Linked DNA regions of Mus musculus: region 2 is linked to region 1. A link is a contact called in public promoter capture Hi-C data. All regions are on one chromosome and are shown on one strand. Each heading gives the region's core, a stretch centred on a gene start, on an enhancer-like site or on the middle of the called end of the contact. The rest is flanking DNA. Distances are from core to core; before and after follow the strand shown. Region 1 has its middle 75 kb from the start of Tmem260. Region 2 overlaps Tmem260 (transmembrane protein 260).

Region 1 (3,064 bases), core at 528-3,027:
ATGTTAGCCTCCAGCTCTCGGGTTAAATGTCACCTGATCAGGGACAACACTGCACACAGCACAACAGCGAATGTCATCTTAGCCCTGGTCCACGACTGTGTTCAATTTTAATAATTGCTTTCTGAGATCTCTCATATTTGATTTTCAGCCTACTCTATTGGAGTTAGGATCCTGGCTTATTTTCCTTGGTGGTGCCATTGCAGAGCCTAGGACTATACATGGCATAGAATAAGCTGTTCAATAAACAATTGCATGAACACAATCAAATCAACCCACATTGGCATAACAACACTATTACCATTTCCTACCACTAGAGGGCAACCAATCACCTAATTAGAATGACTAAATCTGTCCTTTCATACGTGCCTCCCAACTCAAGTTGATTTTAATCACTAACAGGGCAGATATCTTTTTTTTTTTAATGCTTTCAGAAAATAATAAAGGCCTTAGGTTTTCAAAACAGCCACTAGGGATAAGTCCAGGAGACAGTTTATTCCAGAATAACCAATGGAGATACTTTAAGTAAGTTTCTTATTTAATGGTGTTATTCAAGTTCGTTTGTTTGCTCATTTGTTTCATTCTGTAGAATGACATGCTGACTCTTGTGGTGTGGGATTTTCCAGGAGTTCGGATGAAATGTGTGTAGTAGATTGAGAACGGCTGAGGACGAATGAGTTCTGAGGACGAGAAGAGAAGCCCCTGCTCTGCGTTTGGCTGGAAGTGTTCTGTGCCATACAGCCATGCCTGCTAGGACAGCTTCAGATATAACTCAAGTTATTGCATGGAGGGAAGTTCTCCATGAGTGTGTTTTGTGTTTTTGACATGTGCTCTGTGATGTACCGAAGACACCAGAAAAGTTCTATCTTTTCTGTCCTGCCTTCTTACCATATTGGCTCTCAGTGTTTCATGTTGTTTTGTTCAGTTGTTTATTTTGTGGTATTTCTAGAAAATCATGTTCAAGGTCAAGAGACAGGAGGAAAGGGGAAGCCAGTGCCAGCCACTTCTCTCTTTCATCAGTAGAGGAGAAACCTTCCTGCTAAAGACCATTCGGCCACTGTTAGCTTTAAGGGACACTCAGAAAATGTCTGCTTAACAGCAAGAGAATCATCATGATGGATAGAAAGGCCAGGACTCATTGCCAAGTGCAGTCTGTTTGTTACAAACTATAACAGAACAGGTTTCCATTCAGTCCAAGGAAGGGAGCTCTTAACAGTATCTGCTTCAACCCTCTGCTGTTTCTTGGGAGCCCTGGAACTAGTGATTCTCAGCTGGCTTACAATGGAAATGGCACCAGCTCCAGCACTCTGCAGATGTGACACCTGGACGCCTGTCCCTAGCTTCTTCTGAGTCAAGTTCTCCTACACACACACACACACACACACACACACACACACACACACACACGAGAGAGAGAGACAGAGACAGAGACAGAGAGACAGAGAGAGACAGAGACAGAGAGAGACAGAGATTGACAGAGAGAGACAGAGATTGACAAAGAGAGACAGAGAGAGACAGAGACAGTGACAGAGAGAATCATAGATTCCTGCCTAGCCTTAAGCTTTGACTAAAGTGATCCTCACTAAGCCATTCTTGGCCAGCTCCATGTCGCGGGCATGTCTGTTGGGCCACCCCTGTTCTCACAGACAAGTCCACTCTGGCACACATCATGCTGCTCTGTAGCTGTTTGGGTTTTGTCTTTGTTCACCACAAGAGTGAGCATGGAGCCTGGCACATAATGTGGATTAACAGCTGTGAATGAAGCCGGTGAGAACTGCAGAGCTGGGCTACACACTGTAGGTGGTGCTGGACCGAGCACAGAGAACATGCAGTGTTGGTGCTAGAGAGTACAGCTTTCAGAGAAGTGCTTGGCTTATAGCCACCTTTTACATGGTGTGGACGATAAAGCTCTATTGGAAGATAGATAATAGATTGAAAATATGCTCTCCCATTCTCTGGGGGAAGCCTCCCCCACCCCATGAACTACCATGTCCTATCTGTGACTTATACTTTAGCTTCCTATATAAGGAACCATTGCTCAACCCAAGGCCACAGTTACCTCCGTGTTTTCTCTTCAGACTGTATAGTTTTAGCTTTTACATGCGTGTCCTGATCCCTCTGATTGACTTCTGTATGTCAGTGTGCAGCAGAGGTACAACCCCAGTCTTTGGCATATTTATGTCATGTTGAAAACAGTCTTTCCTCGTATACCTGTCAGAAATCAGCTGGAGGTCACAGATGTAAGAATATGATGATCTGCTCGCAGGCTCTGTTCTTGGTGCCATTCTATTAGTCTTGTCTTAGTCAGAAAACAGACCTAAGGGAGAAATCACACACAGAGAGAAGGGGAGTAAGGAGGGGGGAGAATTAACATATATAAACGGGATTGGCTTGCAAAATTGTAGTAAAGTCAAAATTGTCTGGAAGGACAGACGACAGCCCTAACGCAGATGTCAAGCTACTGTTAACAGGAAGAATTTCTTCCTCTTCAAGGGAGCTTTGAGTCTCCCTTCGGATGACTGATTCAAGCCCTCCGATAGCCTATGGTGCTCGTCTTTGCTTTAATTCAATTGGTCATACACTTTAATGACATCTACAAAACAAATCCATAACACCGCTTAGGTTAGTGTCTGACAATATCAGAAGTCTCGCCAGGGTGGCATATAAAACTGACCGCCACGATCTATAAGCCTGTGCTCACACCTGCACCACAGTCTCCATTTAATTACCAAAGCTCTGTGATCAATTTGCCGTTGGGAAGTCTACATTGTCTAACTGTGTTCTTACTTTTTTATTTTTATTTGTGAGTTTGTTGGGTACCTGTAGAGGCCGCAGGAGGACACTTGATCCCCTGGATCTGAGATCACAGGCAGTTGTGAGCTGCCTGATGTGGGTGCTGGGAACTTAATTTAGGTCCTAGGCAAGAACAGCAGAGTTCTTAGCCCCAGAGCCATCTCTCCAGCCCATGGTCTTCTTATTAGAGATTATCTTGTCTCTGCTGAGTTCCTTGTATTTCCATATGAACTTTAGAATTAGCTTGTCAGTTTCTGCACCCACAATCATTTTT
Region 2 (3,046 bases), core at 268-2,767, 140 kb after region 1:
TGTACTTGCAAGAGGAACACCCAGTGAATTGGCACAAGAACTATGCCATTGCCTGTGAGCGCATGTTACGCCTTCCAGGGACCGGCATAGACCCTGAAGTCCTGCTGTCTGAAGCCATCAGACATTTTCATCTCTACACTCAGAAAGCACAAAATGATCCACAGCGAGCAGACATTATAGCTGCTCTCAAGCATCTAAGAAGAGAACTGCAAAGTCTAAGAAATATAAAAAAGGTCTGAGCCAGCAAAGTGTGGTAGCCCTGCTTACCGCTCTGCTCCCAAAGTTTCTGAAGTCCAAGAATTTTTCCTTCAAGTACAGAAGCTGCATCAAAAAAGTAGAAATCTCATTTATCTCCTGGATATCAGTGTCACGTGCAGCAGAAACGAGCTAATGGCTGAAATGCAGGCCTTATGCAAAATCCTGTTTATCTCACGTTGCCAAATTAGCATTTCCATGAGAAGCATGCAAAAACATCTGTAGTCCTCAGAGCAACTGACTGTAGGTTCTAGCTGAGAAGGAACTGTCTCCACAGACATTGGAGACATGTCTCCATGCTTATTGGGATCCAAGGGTAAATTCTTAAGAAATATTGCAGACCAAAGTCATTTTCTATTTCCTGCAAGTGAGATAGTTTCTGAAAAACAATTCTTGTTATATACCTCATTACAATTCCTTTTTCCCTTGTTAACTATAACTATTTTAGTCTTAAGTTTTATACTATATACCAAGTACCTGGTTTTTTATTTTTAACTTTGAGTTTTATCATCTTAGTTCTGCAGCCCATGAAAAGGAAAGCTAACTTCAAGTTCTCTCATTTCTGTTGCAGAAATGGGCAAATTAAAAGGGCATTTTATATGTCCTTAATTAATTTCATATTTATGTTGTCCTTCTCTTTGGATTCACAGATCTAGACCTAGTAATTAGGAAGTAGCTGCCCAGATGAACAAAGGGGCATGGGCGAGAGTGGGGGTGAGGACGTCGTTCAATAAATTCATTTCTGTTTCAGGCATCTTTTATACATATTACTAAAGAGAACGTAGCAAGAAATGCAGATAATAATAGCTCTTTATTTTATTATGACAGTTAATTAATAGCAACCTGTTTTAATGAATAAAGTCACTCAGAGTCCTTCAGCACTTCCTAAGTAGAGGCCAGAATCTGTAGGGATTCTTTGCCCCTGATTGTATAGCTCCTAGACTCCGAGCACTATATAGGCCCCTGTATAGAAATGCTCACTAATGAAGAGGGAGGGCTAGAAGCTTGTCTGCATTCAAAGATCACTGGTGAGTCATTCAGCAAGAAAAGGCCCCTTACCAGGAATAGTCACAGTTCCGTGGCATTGTACTAGCAAAAGGGTCTGATCAAAGGTCTCCCGTGGAGCTTGCATGGCTCCCTTTCATACCACGACCATAATTAAAACCACTAATTCTCTTTTAAAATGCTGCAGGATGCCATGTAGGCATCTGTCCGGAGTGTCCTTTGTGATGTCATAAGCGGTTAAGGACCAGTGCCGAGGGCTTTTGAGTGAAATGCCAGTCATGATGGTGCTTCAAGTCAAGGGTGCCTCTAAAAGCTTGACAGGGCCTTGACTGCACAATTCGAGCTGAATTTGCCCCTTGTCAGCTGCCAGTAAATAAATCTCAAAGGGGGGAAAGCTGAAGTTTCATTACCTGATCCGTGGGGCTTTGTTGGTTTTGGCATCACACAGGGGAAGCTCTTGCTCCTCCATTCTCTGGATTTGAAGATGTCCATTGGAGCCTGCAGTGCCTGGACAGGGTTCAGAGCGGAACCTTTTGAAGAGTGTCAATAGTTGTAACAGTTCAGCTGTTAGGAAGACAAATACATGGAGGGGCTCATTAATCCGCTTTTGGCTCTCGGTGCCTTTTGCCCTTTTATCACAGCCTTATTAGGCTCCTGCTCATCTTGAACCAGAAAAAACCGAATTGAAGTTGTTGAGTACTAATTGGCAAAGACTTTTAATCATGGGCCAAGAACTTTCACTGACTTGAAAGTAACTTCTCCGCAGGGAAGAGCCAGAAACCTGGTTCACCTTAAAACAAAAACCTGTTGGAGCTCAGGGCGGTGTGAGGCTGGGAGGAAGCACTGGGAAATTGTCTACGGTTCCAAAGAAATGATAGGAGGTTATATCCGCCTTTCCCTTTCCTGGGAGAGAAGGGCAGTAACATCCAAGCATTTCTTCAGAGAGCCTTTATTGGTTCAGAAAAACCAATTCTTGAGTGTGTTTGTTTCCGAACATCCTGTATGTGTGATTATTCATCTGAGACTCTATGTATACACACGGTATTTATTTAAAAGGAACAGTGTCTGTCTAGGCTCACAAGGAGCAGCCGAGGCCTCTTTGAGAACACCTTTTAAATGTGTATCAGCATGTAGTAGGCATGTCCGCTGCCGAGTGTGCTTTGCACATGAGTCGTATTAGCACATGGCATATAGTTTATCTGACATTTGTATAGCAGTGACATTAGACCTCTTTGACAAAGCAATAATGTATATAGCATGAGACAGATAAAATCACAACTATTTAAACTCCTTAAAACCATCGGTAAATGAAAAAATTTCCAATGGAAGTATTATTTAAGGATGGTTAGCCTTGGCTAACCTTCATGCCCAGTCAGCAACTTGGAAAAGTCTTTTCCTTTCTCCTGTGTGAAGCAAAAGTTGCTTTTCCTAACTTGCTATTGCTTTTCCTTGGCTGGAGCATAACAGCATAAAATCAGATAAAGGGCTCCCTTCAGTCCAGCCCCCGAGGCTGAGGAGGGCGTGAGGAGATGGCTTCTTATACAGGATTTGGCCAGCATCCTCCTCCGTGTCCCTGGTGTGCCATGGGTTGGCAGATCTACAGGAACCCCACAAAGCCAACTTCTGCCTGGAGGTTAGCCCGAGGAGGAAGTAGGAGCCGGCAGAGCTGTCTGTCTCTCCACACACTCCAGTGCCCTGCTGCCTGGACCCTAAGGCCAGCCCACTCCAGAGGGCACAGGACAAGGGCATTGTGGCTGCCATCATCACTAGCAAAGCACTGAGCACG

Evidence for each region. Capture Hi-C pulls out chosen DNA fragments and counts their contacts.
Region 2: a promoter capture Hi-C map of pancreatic islet shows a contact between it and region 1. The contact joins two enhancer-like sites. A contact is called at or near these places in 1 of 39 promoter capture datasets (hematopoietic stem and progenitor cells), 8 of 484 Hi-C or Micro-C datasets (the CH12 cell line, the G1E-ER4 cell line, bone marrow-derived macrophages and 3 more), 3 of 115 datasets of contacts at active chromatin or transcription factors (embryonic midbrain and embryonic stem cells) and 4 of 9 other capture datasets (adipose tissue, embryonic stem cells, liver and 1 more).

Annotation. Positions count from the first base shown.
Region 1 is chr14:48,370,209-48,373,272 of GRCm38.p6, forward strand. No RefSeq gene overlaps it. Among named protein-coding and RNA genes, the nearest start is that of Tmem260, 75 kb to the right of the region's middle. Within about 2 kb of position 1,778, at least 16 of the 459 cell types and tissues checked have an H3K27ac peak or open chromatin away from gene starts, as enhancers often do.
Region 2 is chr14:48,511,919-48,514,964 of GRCm38.p6, forward strand. It overlaps Tmem260 (transmembrane protein 260), which reads left to right. Exons shown (of 16, transcript NM_172600.4): 16 at 1-3,046. The coding sequence ends at 239. Among named protein-coding and RNA genes, the nearest start is that of 4930572G02Rik, 47 kb to the right of the region's middle. Within about 2 kb of position 1,518, at least 15 of the 459 cell types and tissues checked have an H3K27ac peak or open chromatin away from gene starts, as enhancers often do.